Linked DNA regions of Mus musculus: all the other regions are linked to region 3. Evidence: chromatin contacts called from public HiChIP or PLAC-seq data. All regions are on one chromosome and are shown on one strand. Each heading gives the region's core, a stretch centred on a gene start, on an enhancer-like site or on the middle of the called end of the contact. The rest is flanking DNA. Distances are from core to core; before and after follow the strand shown. Region 1 holds the start of Cfap46 (cilia and flagella associated protein 46). Region 2 holds the start of Nkx6-2 (NK6 homeobox 2). Region 3 holds the start of Psmd13 (proteasome (prosome, macropain) 26S subunit, non-ATPase, 13).

Region 1 (4,668 bases), core at 1,211-3,710, 1.2 Mb after region 3:
TGAGATTTCCCACCTCATGAAAGTGCAAACGAGACCCATATTCAATGAAACCCACACTGCAGAATTGAATTTCAATATCCTCTCGGGTTGGCCATATGAAAGATAAAACTCCCATGATACAGGACAGTAGCTGGAGCCATGAAACCCCCGCCCCTGCCCCCACCCCCAGTAAACCCCATGTATGTGCTCTCCACCCTAACAGACTCTTGCCCTAAGCACCCTCAAGTTCTGGAAAGTAAGAAAGTACCTCAAAACTTCCTGTGGTAGACATCTCACCCCTGGATCCCCTGACCCCCATGATCTGCCCAGGCCTAGGAGGAGCCCCAGTTCTGTTGCACCTCCTTCCAGGTGGAGTTCCTTACTGGAACTCAGGGGCTTTGTGTTTTCTTTGGTTCTATCATGGAAGAAAAAAAAAATGAACATAAACCAAGATGTCTCTGGCTAAAAGGCCTGGTGAACGTGTACCACCTGCGTCCAGCACCAAGCCAGGGGGGAAACTTCACCATCAATTTCTCTGACAGTAGGTCTGAGCATAACAGCCCAGCCTCTCAGTGAGAAACCTTTATGGCTCTCTCCAACATTCTCACACAACACACACACACACACACACACACACACACACACACACACACACCAGATGCCCACTGTTCCACATTGCCAGAACTCATCATGGATTGTTGCCTGCAGGGTCATTCTTTATTGCTTAGCCACAGCCCCTTGTGTGACCAACCATCTTTATTGAGGTCTTTGTTGGCTATCTGGGTCACTGAGCCTTGGGCTATCTTGAACAAAGCAGCCATGAACTAACTTCCTCTCCCTCTCCCTCCCCCCTCTCTCTCTCTCTTCTCCCTCCTCCTCCTCCCCCCTCCCTCCCTCCCTTGGTCTCTAGAACTTCAAAGGGTACTCATTATAAGAGGAGAATTTCTGGGTCATGAGTCAAGTACATGCCTCAGTTTACTTAGAGCTCCCAGTTTTTCGGTGATTGTCACTTTATCCCCACCAGCTGTGTGGCACATGCAGCTGTTTGTCCCCACCAGGACCTCTATCATCAGGCTTCTTGATTTTAGCTGCACTAATGGGTTTGAATGTGGGAGGCATTTCTTTGTGTTGTTTCTCTGATTACTGGCAACGGTGGCGGCTGCACTCATTCCCTGCTCACTGGGTAGTCAAGTAGCTCACGTTGTCAAGTGTCTATCCAAGTCTTTGGCATCTTCTAAAACTTGCCTGTGATTTATCCATTGAACTCTTATATAATCTAGACACAGGTCTTGTATTAGATTTTATTATGAATGTTTTCTTCTAACCTGTAGTCTACCTTTTCATTTTCCTAACAGCTTCTTTCAAAAGATCAGAAGACTCTACTTCTGAGGAAAGATTTTATCTGTTTCTCCCTCTGTGGTTTTTTAGTTTGCGCCTGCTAAGGTCTCACGGGCTCATGTGCTGACTCATAGTCCCAGCAGGTGGCGCTATTTCGAGAGGTTCGGTATTCTTTAAGAGGTGGTGTCTGGCTAGAGGAAGTAGGTCACTGGGGGCGTGGCCTTGGGGACTGCGGCTTTTTCCCTTAGATCTTGTATACACGTTTGTCCTTCTGCACGCCGTTCTAAACGCTCATTTAGGATACTAGAGTCAGCTTTGTCTTTGCCTATACGCCTGCTAACCTGCTGCCCACCTGCTGCCCCGGGGATCTCCATCATTGCCCACCGACCACTGCTTCTCAGCTGATGAAGCGCAGCTCCTCCTGCAGCTCCGGGCTCTGCCCCAGCTTGGACCTCCAAGACTACTATGTCTTAATGAAAGTCATCTCTAAGAGTGATCCTCGAACAAGGGCTCTAGAGCGTTTGTGGCGTCCCCCCACCCCACCCCCCGCATCCTTCCTGATCCCAGAACTGCTCCAATTCCAAGGCTTCTTGCCCAGGCAGCAGCTACAGGCGGGTCTACTCAGTCTTCACTCCTCAGATCCCTTAGATAATGTCACACATGTAGACCCGCCACAGGTGGCCCTTGCAGATAGAAAGGGGCACGCTTTCTGAGGCTGGCAACTTCCCTGTCCGACTGGTACCCAGCAGCCCACCTTCCTGCTCTGGTAGGCATCTTCTGTTAGATCTTTTTCCTGCATCCGTCCAGCCCGCGCTTACCGGAGCAGGGAGGTTTTGTGGAGTTCCCTTGTCTTTCTGTGCCGCAACAGAGCAGGACACAGAAACATGGGTGGATGGATGGGAGGTGAGCGCAGCCTGGCAAGGAAAGTGAAGACAGCATGGTATGGGTGCCCTGGGTGCCAATTCAACACTCAAGAGTTCTTGACCTGGCCTCACTCGGTGTCCATCAGTTCCGCTCCGCCTGCTTCTTGTCTACTTCCCCGCCCCCTTCCCCTCCCTACTCCCAGCGTCACGGACTCCTCAAGTGTAGCCCCGCCCCGAGCTCCCGCGTCCTTGGTCTGGGCCCCGTCTCTAGGCAACCGCTACTGGTCCAGCAGTGGAGCTGTATAGTTGAGGGCCTCCAGGGCCATGGACCTGATCATAACGCAGGAACTGGCCCGTGCCCGGAATCAACAAGGTGGGTCTCACTCTAACTTTGCTGATGGGAACCCCTTGACCTAAGTAGAGTGGCACAAAAGTCCGTGATGCGATGCGGTGGATACAGTTGTTGAACCCTGGCCTAGTCGCTGAGTGGGGATGGTTGAAAGCAACCTGGCCAGGAATTCAGACCCATATTTCTGTGCCAGAGGAAGGCTCTTCCAGGGACTGTGGACTGTGTCTCTCTGACATACCTATGCTGGGCCCCTCTGCTGATCCTCTGCCCGATAGATGCAACTGCCCTGCGAAGAGCTTATGAACTGATCAAGTCTGCAAACCTGGGAAAGTCGGAGCTTGACCCCACAGAGAGCTTCAGCCCGGACCTGTTTGTGCTGTGTGCAGAGCAGGCACTCAAGGTGAAGCCCTTGAGTGACTGGCTGTCACTGGCACACAATGAACCTGTCCCCACCTTCACATCTTTGGGTGTAAACGGCACAGGGTTAGGGTGGATGGGACATTTGATGAGTGTTGTGAGTATAGAAATGACCAAGCTAGCCTCACCAGTGACCCAGAGCGCCTTCATCCTGGGCATCTTCCTTCCTCTTCCTGGCTTCAATCTCCTACAGATGAAAGAGCCTGAGATAAGCGAAGACTGCATCCAGATGTACTTCAAAGTGAAGGCGCCAATCACTCAGTTTTTGGGCCGAGCGCACCTGTGCAGGGCCCAGCTTTGTGCCCCACAGTCAGAGGAAAATGTGGTAAGACTACCCCTCTCCACTTCTCACCCCACCTCCAGGGATGGCAGCAAGGCAGGTCTTAGAGAAGCTTTAAAGCAAAATGGGACTGAGGAACCAGAGTCTCCTTCACAGTGATGCAAAAAACATCGGCAGTTCCCATTTGTGCTTTTCTCTCCGCTCGGTACTCGCCAGGTGCCTGACATGAGTCCATATGACCTCCCACCTCTGCAAGGGGGTGCTATGACCTTTCTGTCTTCTCTCCCCCAAAGCCCTTCCTGGGCTGGGCAGAGCGGGAGGTGGGAGAGTCTGGAACCCACAGGCACAGCCAGCTGTGGTTGCTCAAGGGTCTTCGCTGTCCCCGGACTGTGCATAAGCTGGGGTGAAAACCAGTTTGCATTGGATGCCAGGAATGAAGATGAGCAGCAGTGGGTGCTGGGGTGGCTAGTTGGCTCACCTGGGTATTCTTTGTGCTGTCTTAGGAAGAATTTGAAAATTGCGTGACACAGTACATGAAGGCCATAAACTTTGCAAAAGGAGAACCGAGGTAGGTATGCTGAACTGTCTGTCTGCTTCTACTTGATTGCATAAGACTCTGGTGCCCACAGAAGCAAGCGATGTCATTTCTCTTTCTGACATCCATCCCTTCTCCTTTCTGTTTTGTGCTTGTAACGAATGGAGTTATGACACAGGCTTGTCTTACTAGCTGGGAAGGCCAGCCATACCCATGCAGACTTCCTATGCTGTGCTTGCTCAGGGCTCACTGAGATTTGTAGATGGCTCTCAAAGTGTTTTCTCGGTGGCCTCCTTCCCAACCTGTCCCCCAGAACTCCTTGTTCCTGGCTTTTGGGTCTCTCTGAAGGGAGAAGGGCACGCTTCAGGTTCTTCTGTGGAGACTGTAGTCCGCTGGCCCTGAGCCAAGGCTTCCTGGCTGCAGCCACGACTCTAGCACCGCTTTTTAGATGGTGGTTGTCTTTTTTTTTTTCCCTACCCAAACCCAAATTCGATTGTTGAAATGGTTAAGTTGGCATACACTGGCATTGGCACACATGCAGTGGGACCCAACATTAGCAGTAGCTTTTGCTCATCCCGCCCATGCCCACTGCTCATTGGTTGATATCCTTATCAAGTTACTGAATGCATAGGCACAAGGGTCCAAGGTGCAGCCCTACAAGCCTGGATGAGCCACCCCAGCACCCACTGCTGCTCCCTCCCTCCAAGAGTCAGAAGCCCGTGCTACACCAGAGATCTTAGCACAGTGAATGTTTTCAAATAGATCCATCCAGTTCCTAGCCATGTCCCACTGCAAGGGTCTTGGAGACAGTTATAAATGGGCCCGACAGGTGACTGGGAATCACTGGTCCGGCAGTTGGCCATTTGGTTTCTCTCCCTCCTTCCTGGATAATGAGCAGCAATGACCT
Region 2 (4,585 bases), core at 301-2,800, 1.3 Mb after region 3:
TAACTGAAACCTCTAGGCGCTAGGGGCCACTGCGTACGGGAGGATGGGTGAGGATCATACGTGCAAGGTCTTTCAGGTCCTGCAGAAGTCAGCGGGACCACAGCACTTATTTCCAGTTCCCGCCATAAAGTGGCTTTCCAAGCCTTGACCTGATGGAGACGCGTGGCGTAAAGACCCCACACTAACTGTTAAAAAACGAAACTGAACTTCTAAGAGGACCAGCAGCAGTGGACGTTAGGCCCCTACGTGAAGCCTTTAGGATCACTTTTGCCCGTAAGACAGAAACCTTGGAGACCAGGGCAAAAGGGGAAAGTCGTTATTAACAAACTGCACAGGGCCTCTGCTTAAATCGCCAGGACCGGAAACAGTAGATTCTATTTCCACAGGTTGTATCACAATCAGTACTAGGTATTATGAGGTTAACAGTAAGCACTGCTCAAGAGGAGGAAAGAAATAAGCGCCAGCGTGCTACCTTCTCGGATCCTGCTGTGCGCCGCCGCACTAGGTGGCTGCAACTTCAGTTAACTGCCCAACAATTTTATGGAGTGAGAGGCCCCTGTACTAGAAAAGAAATTAAGGCCTAGTGGGCTCTACAGGCCGGGTCTATAGCCAGTGCTCTGTCCGCTAGACTGCAAACGCATACCCAGCCGAAGTCAGTGAGTAAGGTGATCCTTTCGTCCTGGTTCTTGAATTCCAAAACCGCTGCATTCTGGCCCGAGGTCCAGCTTGCCAGAAAGCAATAAGCAGGAGAATTCTGGTCCTGGGCCTCAAAGTCTGGACACGGGTAACCTCCTAGGTGAGTGCCTAATAAGCATAAAAGTTCAAGGGGGACGGCCTAGCCTCTCCCAGATACCCCAACCCAACTTCAAGGATTTCAGAACGGGAGGACAGCATAGGTTGTGTGTGTGTGTGTGTGTGTGGTAGTAAGGTCACCGGTTGCCTGGAGCCATCTAAAGTCAGTGAGTTCAGTTGGCAGAGTTTGGCAGATCTGAGGAAGCCAAATCTATCTGGTCCCTAGAGTCCACCCTTTTTCGTTCAAAATCCACCCAGAAAAGTTATACCCACAAGTTCACAACAGCCCACACCACCACGAGCTGGGAAGGAGAAGGAACCCCAGTACAGGGCTTGGGCCCTGATCCAAGATGGAGTGCCCTGACCTGTGGCGTCCAGCCGTCCCAGGCTCTTCCCTGAACTAAGCATACTGAGCTTGAGCTTTCGGAGTGGATCTTGAAATCTACATTCTTTCGGTCGATAAAATATGTTCTCGTATTTTTTCCTGATTTTCCCATTAAAACCTTTGCCTAACTAAACTCCCATCCAACGGGATTTATTTCATCTCTAGGGAGATAAATCAGGGGGCAAATTTACAGTCCCGGAGGCACCTGCCTCGCTAATGGGCCCTTCATGGAGTGCATGGCCGGCGGGGGCGCGCGCAGACGGGCCGGACGCTGGCCAATGGCCTGGTCGCCAGTGCCTTCAGCCAATCAGCGCGCGCGCCGCGCCCAGGCCCCGCGGTTATCAGTGCGTCCATCCCGCGCGGCGCCGCTCCGACCTGCCCCGGAGCCGCCACTGCCGCTCCCGCCGCCCTTAGTATCCCTGCCTTCTCTCTGACCGCCGCCCATTCAGCGCAACAGCCGTCGGTCCTCTCGCTTTCCCGTAGGGGCCGTCGGCGTTCGTTTGAAACGCGGTCCACCCGTCCCAGCGTAGCCGGCGCTCTTCGGCGCCGCGCGCAAACTTCCCGAGCCGGCGGGTGCGGGCGGTGGCAGCGGGGCCCGGATGGGCGCCCGGGTCGGAGGCGGCGGCGCCCATGGACGCTAACCGCCCGGGTGCGTTTGTGCTGAGCAGCGCGCCTTTAGCCGCGCTGCACAACATGGCTGAGATGAAGACGTCGCTGTTCCCCTACGCGCTGCAGGGCCCGGCGGGCTTCAAGACACCCGCCCTAGGCAGCCTTGGCGCGCAGTTGCCTCTAGGCACTCCGCACGGCATCAGCGACATCCTGGGACGGCCGGTGGGCGCAGCGGGTGGCGGCCTCCTAGGAAGTCTGCCCCGTCTCAACGGGCTCGCCTCGTCTGCAGGTGTCTACTTCGGGCCCGCAGCCGCCGTGGCTCGGGGCTACCCCAAGCCGCTGGCGGAACTGCCTGGGCGCCCGCCCATCTTCTGGCCTGGGGTGGTGCAGGGCTCTCCCTGGAGGGACCCGCGACTGGCCGGCTCCGGTAAGTGGCCCGCGCGGGATTCGGTAAGGAGAGGGGCTGGGCGCGGGCCTCGGACTGCGCTCACTGGCTCTTCTTCGCAGCCCAAGCCGGCGGGGTCCTGGATAAGGATGGCAAGAAGAAACACTCGCGGCCGACTTTCTCCGGCCAGCAGATCTTCGCGCTGGAGAAGACTTTCGAGCAGACCAAGTATTTGGCAGGCCCAGAGCGCGCGCGGCTTGCCTACTCTCTGGGCATGACCGAGAGCCAAGTGAAGGTGAGCTCGAAATGGGCCGGGGTCCAGCAGTATTGAGGCGGGGCCCGGAGTCCGCGTCCTGCGAACGGCCGGCGAGCGGCGGTTCGGCTGCGGCCGGACCGCGGAAAGCGCTGGCGCCAGGCGGGTCCGGAGTGCTGGTCGGGTGAGGCGAGCCTCGGTGCCCGTCTGATGATCCCTCCCCCAAACCCCCAGGTGTGGTTCCAGAATCGGCGGACCAAGTGGCGCAAGCGGCACGCGGCAGAGATGGCGTCGGCTAAAAAGAAGCAAGACTCGGATGCCGAGAAGCTGAAGGTGGGTGGCTCAGACGCGGAGGACGATGACGAATACAACCGGCCCCTGGACCCCAACTCCGATGACGAGAAGATCACGCGGCTTCTCAAAAAGCACAAACCCTCGAACTTGGCGCTCGTTAGCCCGTGTGGTGGCAGCGCGGGGGACGCCTTGTGAGGACGCGGCCAGGCCGGAGAACCCGAGAACCGGGACTCGCGGCATGCCCCGACGCCAGCCGCCCAGCCGCAGTGTGTATATATATTTTTACAGAATAAGTTATAAAGCGGACGTTGGCGCGGCCTTGGCGTGATGGCGGAGTACGGGGTTTGGGCCGATCACTTTGTATAATCAATAAATTATTTAACACGTCCTCGTCGGAGCCGTGGCTCCCAAGGCTGCACATCGTGTTTCTTCCATACGGAGCTGGCACCAGCGGGCGGGCAGGACCCTGCAGACCCACCTAGCCTGTTCTCTCTGTGGGCGCCAGAGACTGGCGCAGGGGGGCGCGACAGTGCTTGATGACGACCTGGGGCCCGTGTGCGCCTTTGGTTCAGAGGTTGAGTGCCTGGTGATGGTCCCAGAGCGCACGGTGATGGCAGCTTGCAGGAGCGCAGAGGTTGTGAGACTGAGCATGCCCCGGGTCGTGGGAAGGCAGCTTCAGCCGCCGGGGAAGGGAAGGACACCGCTGCGCAGTGCTTGGAGGAGCTGGGCCAGCAGGGAACTCAGCGGAAGAGACCCCAAAGCAGGTATGATTTCTATTTTCTGTGTAGATCGTTGTTGTTTTGTTTCGTTTTTAACACATTCGAAGGGAGACCCAAAGTTCTGCAAGGCTTGTCTCATTAAAAGCAGCTAGCACCTCACACTACACTGTTTTTCTTTTTAATGTATTTTCTTTTTCTCAACCTGGGGGAGCGTGCCCTGTTACTATGCGCCCATGTCCTGGTTCAGGCCAAACCAGCACTGTCCTATCCCTGTTATTTTGTAATAATTATCTGTTTAGCCAGAATTCTAAACATTTTGGATATAATTACTAAACTCCAGCTGGGGGTAATAAGGCCCGAGGCTCTGCACCCTCCCTGGCCTCTGGCTATCAGTCCTTGACTTTCATTAGTAGAAAGCCCGGTTTTAAGCAGGGCTGCAGACATCCTGTGAATCCTGCCCAGGCACCTCACAGTCTTCAGCCTGTGTCAGCAGCCCTGACACTCACCACTGGCCTCTCAGAAGGCTGACAGGAGGGCCCTCAGCCAGGATCTCTTCAACCTAAAGAGCTAAATCCATAGGTAAGACCAGTGGCTCATGCCCAGGCAGCTAAGAGCTTGGTGCCCTCTCCACCCTAGGACCTTTCAGGGCTATAATTCCCTGTAGCAAAGCCCCATCTTCGGCCCCATACAAGTCCATTCCACAGCTCCACCTTAATGTAGTGAATGTTAAGTGTTAAGTGTGCAATTTCCACATTAGCTAATCATGACAAAACTACTCTCTGTAAGGCATTAAAAAATATTCACTGGAACCATGAAAAGCCCAAGGCTTTGTTTTGCTGTTTTGGCTCCATCAGCAAAGTCAAAGCTTCTTTTGAATCACTGACTTTCTTTAAAAGGAAGCAAGAGTTTTTTCCCCGTCTTAAATGGGGCAATGTGTGGTTTCTGTGTGGTTTCTCAGCCAAAGTTCAGAGCAGAGAAATGTTGATAAAGGTTTTGAGCGAAGCCAAAGAAAAGCTTTTGTTTAATTCCCTCTAGTAGAGTGAGGGAATGGATGGCCTTTTCCACTACAGTAATAATAATAATAAAAAAGTCTAAGAGGTGATTTTTCTGAGGGCTTGGTGCCCTGTGGCGGATTGGAACTCTGAAAT
Region 3 (4,498 bases), core at 259-2,758:
AATCCCGGTCTGGTCTACAGAGCAAGTTCCAGGCCAGTCAGAGCTATACAGCCACAGCTAATCTCAAACAAACCAACCAACCAACCAACCAAGCAAGCAAAAATTGTCTGGAGACGTGGCTCAGTGATAGTTTAAGAGCATTTTGAAGACTCAAACTGGGTTCCTAGCACCTACACCAGTTGGCTTACAACTGCCTGCAACTCCAGTTCCAGGAGATCTCTTCTGGCATCCTTGGGCGCACACACGTTAAAAGTAAATAAAAATGAATAATAATAGTTTGTAATTATATTCAACATCGTCTGAGCTGTCTGGTAAGTCATTACCTTAATGAGACCATCTCCTTGGGCAAAGCATGGGTCCTGCACAAAATCAAGCACCTCAAGTGTCAGCTGATGCCACAACCTACAAAACAAAAAGCCCTCAGTCCCACATCCTAATGTGAAGAAAAGGATGCCTTCAGCCTTGACGGTCCCATCAAACACCAAGTATTTCCCAGGTCCCACTGCACAGCCAGGAGTTAAAGCAAGCGCCAGCCAATTCAAGCCTATTTCTGGACTGACTTTGCTTGCACCCCCTAGTCACTTATCCTTTCAAGACTCAGTTTTCTTAGGTAACACTGGAGAACACTTTTTGAGACAGCGTCAACTCCCACTCTGAGTGTCAACTGGAATTCCAATGCCACAACCTACAAAACAAAAAGCCCTCAGCCCCACATCCTAATGTGAAGAAACGGATGCCTTCAGCCTTGAAGGCATTGGTTGTGACTTTAGAATTCTACAGCTATATTTTGAACTCCATTCTCTCTTACTTATTAGCTGAATACCTCACAGAATAGAAAACTGATATTCAATCTTATCTGTCAATAGGAAGGATGAAATAAGCCAATACTTTAAAAAAGCCAATATATGAACCTTTAGGACACCGAAATAGCATACTTCATACCAAGACTAAAGGATAATATTTAATAATAGAGATAAAAGTGTTTTGAAAAACACAAAATGTTACACCATATATAGGCAGGTACATACTAAACACTGAAAAATTTCTCTTGAAATCACTAAGAGTTTTAACTGCTGGACATTGTCATGTGGAAAGGTTCTGAGGAAGAGGTGTTTTTTCATAGGCAAATTCTTATATCAAAGTCAGCAATTCGTAATTGTTCTTATCAAAGCTGGTAAGGCTGGAACGCAGGGAGTCTAGATACAGAACCCTGTTAACAGCTCTGCTCCTAAGGCTATCTCGACCCCTTTCCTCCACATCCCTGACCCTCCGGACTGATCAGAGCCCCTGGCCCTCCCACAGTCCTCTCCCTCCCGCCCCAGCCTCGGAGCTCACTTCTTCGTGTACAGCTCTTCCAAACGGTGCCAAACGGCAGCCTGGCCCGGCCCGGAGCTCTGACTCTGCTGTAAGAAGGCCGGCACATCCTTCATGATTGCAGAGAGCTGGGAACAACACAAGCACTAAGCAGTCAGAACCGGCAGGGATGGCGCACGGAAGTGCTCGCTCACTTCCGGCACCGCGGGCGCGCGGGGCATGCTGGGAGCGTCCCACTAGCCTCACGGGTTGCGGTCGTCAAGGTAACCGCGTTCTTGACTTCCGCTAAACTTCTCCCGGGTTTCTGGCCCTGCCCTTGAGGCATTAAAGAGTAGAGGTGCCTGGGGACAGCTAGCCACTGACTGGTCACGTAGCCTCAAGCCTGCAGACTTGGGTCCTCTGAAACCGGATGGCGTTTGGCGAGGACTAGGTGTGATGCAAATCGCTCAGAGAGCATTAGTTATCACCCGCCTACTCAAGGAGGTCGAGAGCGGCGTAAAACGATGAAATCTCCCGGTTTGGCTTCCCAACCAATAAGTCAGAGTCCCACAGAGGGAGAAGCTGCCAGCACCAGGCATAAACACAGCCTTCCACACTTCGGGTTATCGTGCGGGGGCTGGGCTGGGCTCGGCCGAGGGAAGGCGCCGGAGGGCGGCACTTGGCCAGAGGGGGGGCGGGAGTAAGAGTGCCGAGAGGGCGGGGCTTGGCTCACGGGGGCGGGGATTCGGATGGCGCTTGACCCTCTAGGCGCCGTCGTCCTGCAGAGCATCATGGCGCTAAGCGGTCGACTGGCATTGGCCGCGCTCAGACTGTGGGGTCCGGGAGGTGAGCCACGGCAGGGGAGACACGGGATCTCGCAGATAGGCTATCAGCGGCGTTTTAGGGGCGGGTAGCTGGAAGCAATTGTGGGAGTAAGGACCCGGCAGGCGCGCCCTTCTACAAGGTTTTGCTGACCGGCCATCACTACCTTCTCCTTAAAGGTGTTTTTCTATGTAACTATTGCAGCACAGTCTTTGAAATATTTTATAGAAGTTCGTTGTATGGATGTCTTATAATTTATATCACCATTTCCTTATTGAATACTTTCTAATCTTGAATTATTACAAATAACGTGATAAATAAACGTGTTTGCACCCCATTTGGACCACAAATTCTCAGTAGACAGCCTTGGGTAAGGTTACGTGGTTTGTATTATTTTGAGACTGGTCTCTTGTTCAAACTGGCCTTCAGCTGGCTGTGTGAAGGAGGATGACCTTGAACTCCGGATCCACCTTGCTTCCACCTCCCTCCAAGCGTCGGAGACTACAGTCACATGCCACCACATCCAGCTGTTACTTGTGTTTTAATTGTCCCCCATAAAGGTTGTGAAACTAAAAATTTTTACCAACAGTCATACTGTCTGCAAAATAGTAACATGTCTCATAGAGTCCTGAGAGTGATCAATAATAGGGATATTTTCAGTTTGAAATAAGTGAGTATATTAAGTTAGAGAGAAATCATCACACTGCATATTCAAAAAAAAAAAAAAAAGTCAGCAGACGTCTATTGGCTATCTTTAAGGTAGCTCGGTGGAACTCCCAGTAAAGAGTCCTTGCCAGAACAGAGTGACCCTTTCAGTGAGGTTTTTAGTAAAGCAACAGATGGAAGTAATATCAAATTGGACACTTGCTACATCTAACAGAAACTGGCAGAGAAAGTTGAGATAGTCATTTGGAGCTCCCAGGTGGGCTGTCCCTCTGTCTGAGCTGCGGGATTTCCTTCCTACTGGAGGGCACATTCTTTTTCTTGCAGATACTTTCCTATACTGGGATAAACTATAGTGACTTCCACTGGAAACCGTTTCCCTTCTGTTCTCAAGGGCACAAGTGTTTTCACTCTTGGGCTGTTTTGCTGTTCTCTCTCTGTCCTTTTACATAGTTAGGGGAGCCAGCCCTCCAGACTTTGGACTTTGAGACAAACATGGGTCTGGCATGAGGGAAGGGGTTGTCGGCCTTGTTTCCAAAGCCATCTTCTCAGTGAGCTCAAATGACGCAAGACAATTTATCAATATAATGTACAAATTTGGACTTTTTTTTTTTGTCTGTGCTGAGTAACAAACTCAGGCTTTGCAATTGTCTGATAGGCTAACATGGCACCACTGAACTACACACCCAGCCTGGAGTCCTTACAGTTTTAGGGCCCACAGTCGTTAGCAAAGAAATGTAATGGAAGAATATTTGGGTAGACAATGGTATAGTCACTTGATGTGGGTGACAACATTTTATTCTTTTCAATAAAGAGTTGTTCATTTAGGCTACGGTTACAGAGCATTTTCTCTACCATACTCGTGAGTGCTGAGGATAAAGCAGGGATCAGAAAAGACACTCTAACTTGTGGAAGCATTTCTAATATGAGATCATCTGTAAGACAGTGTGGCTGTCATAAACCCTAACACAGGAGCCCTGGGATGTTTGTGAGGAGGATGCCTTTACAGAACATTCCTTCTTCTCTTGATTTTAGATTTGGGACTCTTTTGTGACTTCATCCTCTGTAACTTTACAATGTCTTGGGCAGAACTGAATACTAACCTCTGAGTTTCTTCATCTCAGGGGCTTTCCATACCATGTAGATGTACTTTAAGTTATATCTTAAGTTTGTTGTTAGATATTTGGTAAAATTTTGTCCACATGTATGTCTGTCAGTTGCAAACTGTTTGTTTGTTTGTTTGTTTTGGTACAAGTGACTAAAAATGTCTTTTATGTTCCCTGAGTGGTGCCTAGCGGTTGGCAGACACTCAGCAATGGTCACAACTTTTCTTTTGTCCCTTTTGTATTCTCATATGGTTTGTGTTTAAGAGGAGTTCAGAAAATATTAGGGCAAAACCTCTGAGTGCACTGCCCTGGGTGCCCTGTGCGCCAGGGTATTTGATGAGTGAGAGGTGTGTTGGAGCCAGAGCTTGCTTGCTGCTGCTTCTCATTCTTGTTTTTATCAGGAGACCTCTAGGAGGGTTGCAGTGACTTAGCGCGTTGGTCCCTAGGACCCGGCATGGGCTTTGCGGTCAGGCTAAGTTCTAAGTGCCACTTCCGGAAGTAGCCCCCTTGCTTCTCACTGAGCATTTCCTCCTACTGTACTTTGGGTTTATGGTGTGTGCTTGCAGGAAAGTAAGGGTACCCAGAAAACGGGGTGATTTTGTCTCTTGTGTGTT

What was found. HiChIP or PLAC-seq counts read pairs in DNA pulled down with a chosen protein or histone mark.
Region 1: an H3K27ac HiChIP or PLAC-seq map of T-cell acute lymphoblastic leukemia shows a contact between it and region 3, with 4 times the contacts expected there. The contact joins the promoter of Cfap46 here to the promoter of Psmd13 in region 3. A contact is called at or near these places in 2 of 39 promoter capture datasets (hippocampal neurons and stem cell-derived epiblast-like cells) and 2 of 115 datasets of contacts at active chromatin or transcription factors (T-cell acute lymphoblastic leukemia and stem cell-derived neural progenitor cells).
Region 2: an H3K4me3 HiChIP or PLAC-seq map of forebrain shows a contact between it and region 3, with 5 times the contacts expected there. The contact joins the promoter of Nkx6-2 here to the promoter of Psmd13 in region 3. A contact is called at or near these places in 2 of 39 promoter capture datasets (cranial neural crest and hippocampal neurons) and 1 of 115 datasets of contacts at active chromatin or transcription factors (forebrain).

What each region holds. Positions count from the first base shown.
Region 1 is chr7:139,681,607-139,686,274 of GRCm38.p6, reverse strand. Cfap46 (cilia and flagella associated protein 46) reads left to right here and starts at 2,460. Exons shown (of 59, transcript NM_001302546.1): 1 at 2,460-2,553; 2 at 2,805-2,929; 3 at 3,140-3,271; 4 at 3,730-3,794. The coding sequence starts at 2,505. It overlaps Gm32680 (a long non-coding RNA gene), which reads right to left and starts at 2,221. Exons shown (of 3, transcript XR_389968.2): 1 at 2,136-2,221; 2 at 248-394.
Region 2 is chr7:139,579,762-139,584,346 of GRCm38.p6, reverse strand. Nkx6-2 (NK6 homeobox 2) reads left to right here and starts at 1,550. Exons shown (of 3, transcript NM_183248.3): 1 at 1,550-2,213; 2 at 2,294-2,466; 3 at 2,659-3,127. The coding sequence starts at 1,808. The coding sequence ends at 2,913. It overlaps Gm33031 (a long non-coding RNA gene), which reads right to left and starts at 1,551. Exons shown (of 7, transcript XR_003946896.1): 1 at 1-1,551.
Region 3 is chr7:140,879,404-140,883,901 of GRCm38.p6, reverse strand. Psmd13 (proteasome (prosome, macropain) 26S subunit, non-ATPase, 13) reads right to left here and starts at 1,508. Exons shown (of 13, transcript NM_011875.4): 1 at 1,336-1,508; 2 at 324-402. The coding sequence starts at 1,430. Sirt3 (sirtuin 3) reads left to right here and starts at 2,033. Exons shown (of 7, transcript NM_001127351.1): 1 at 2,033-2,139.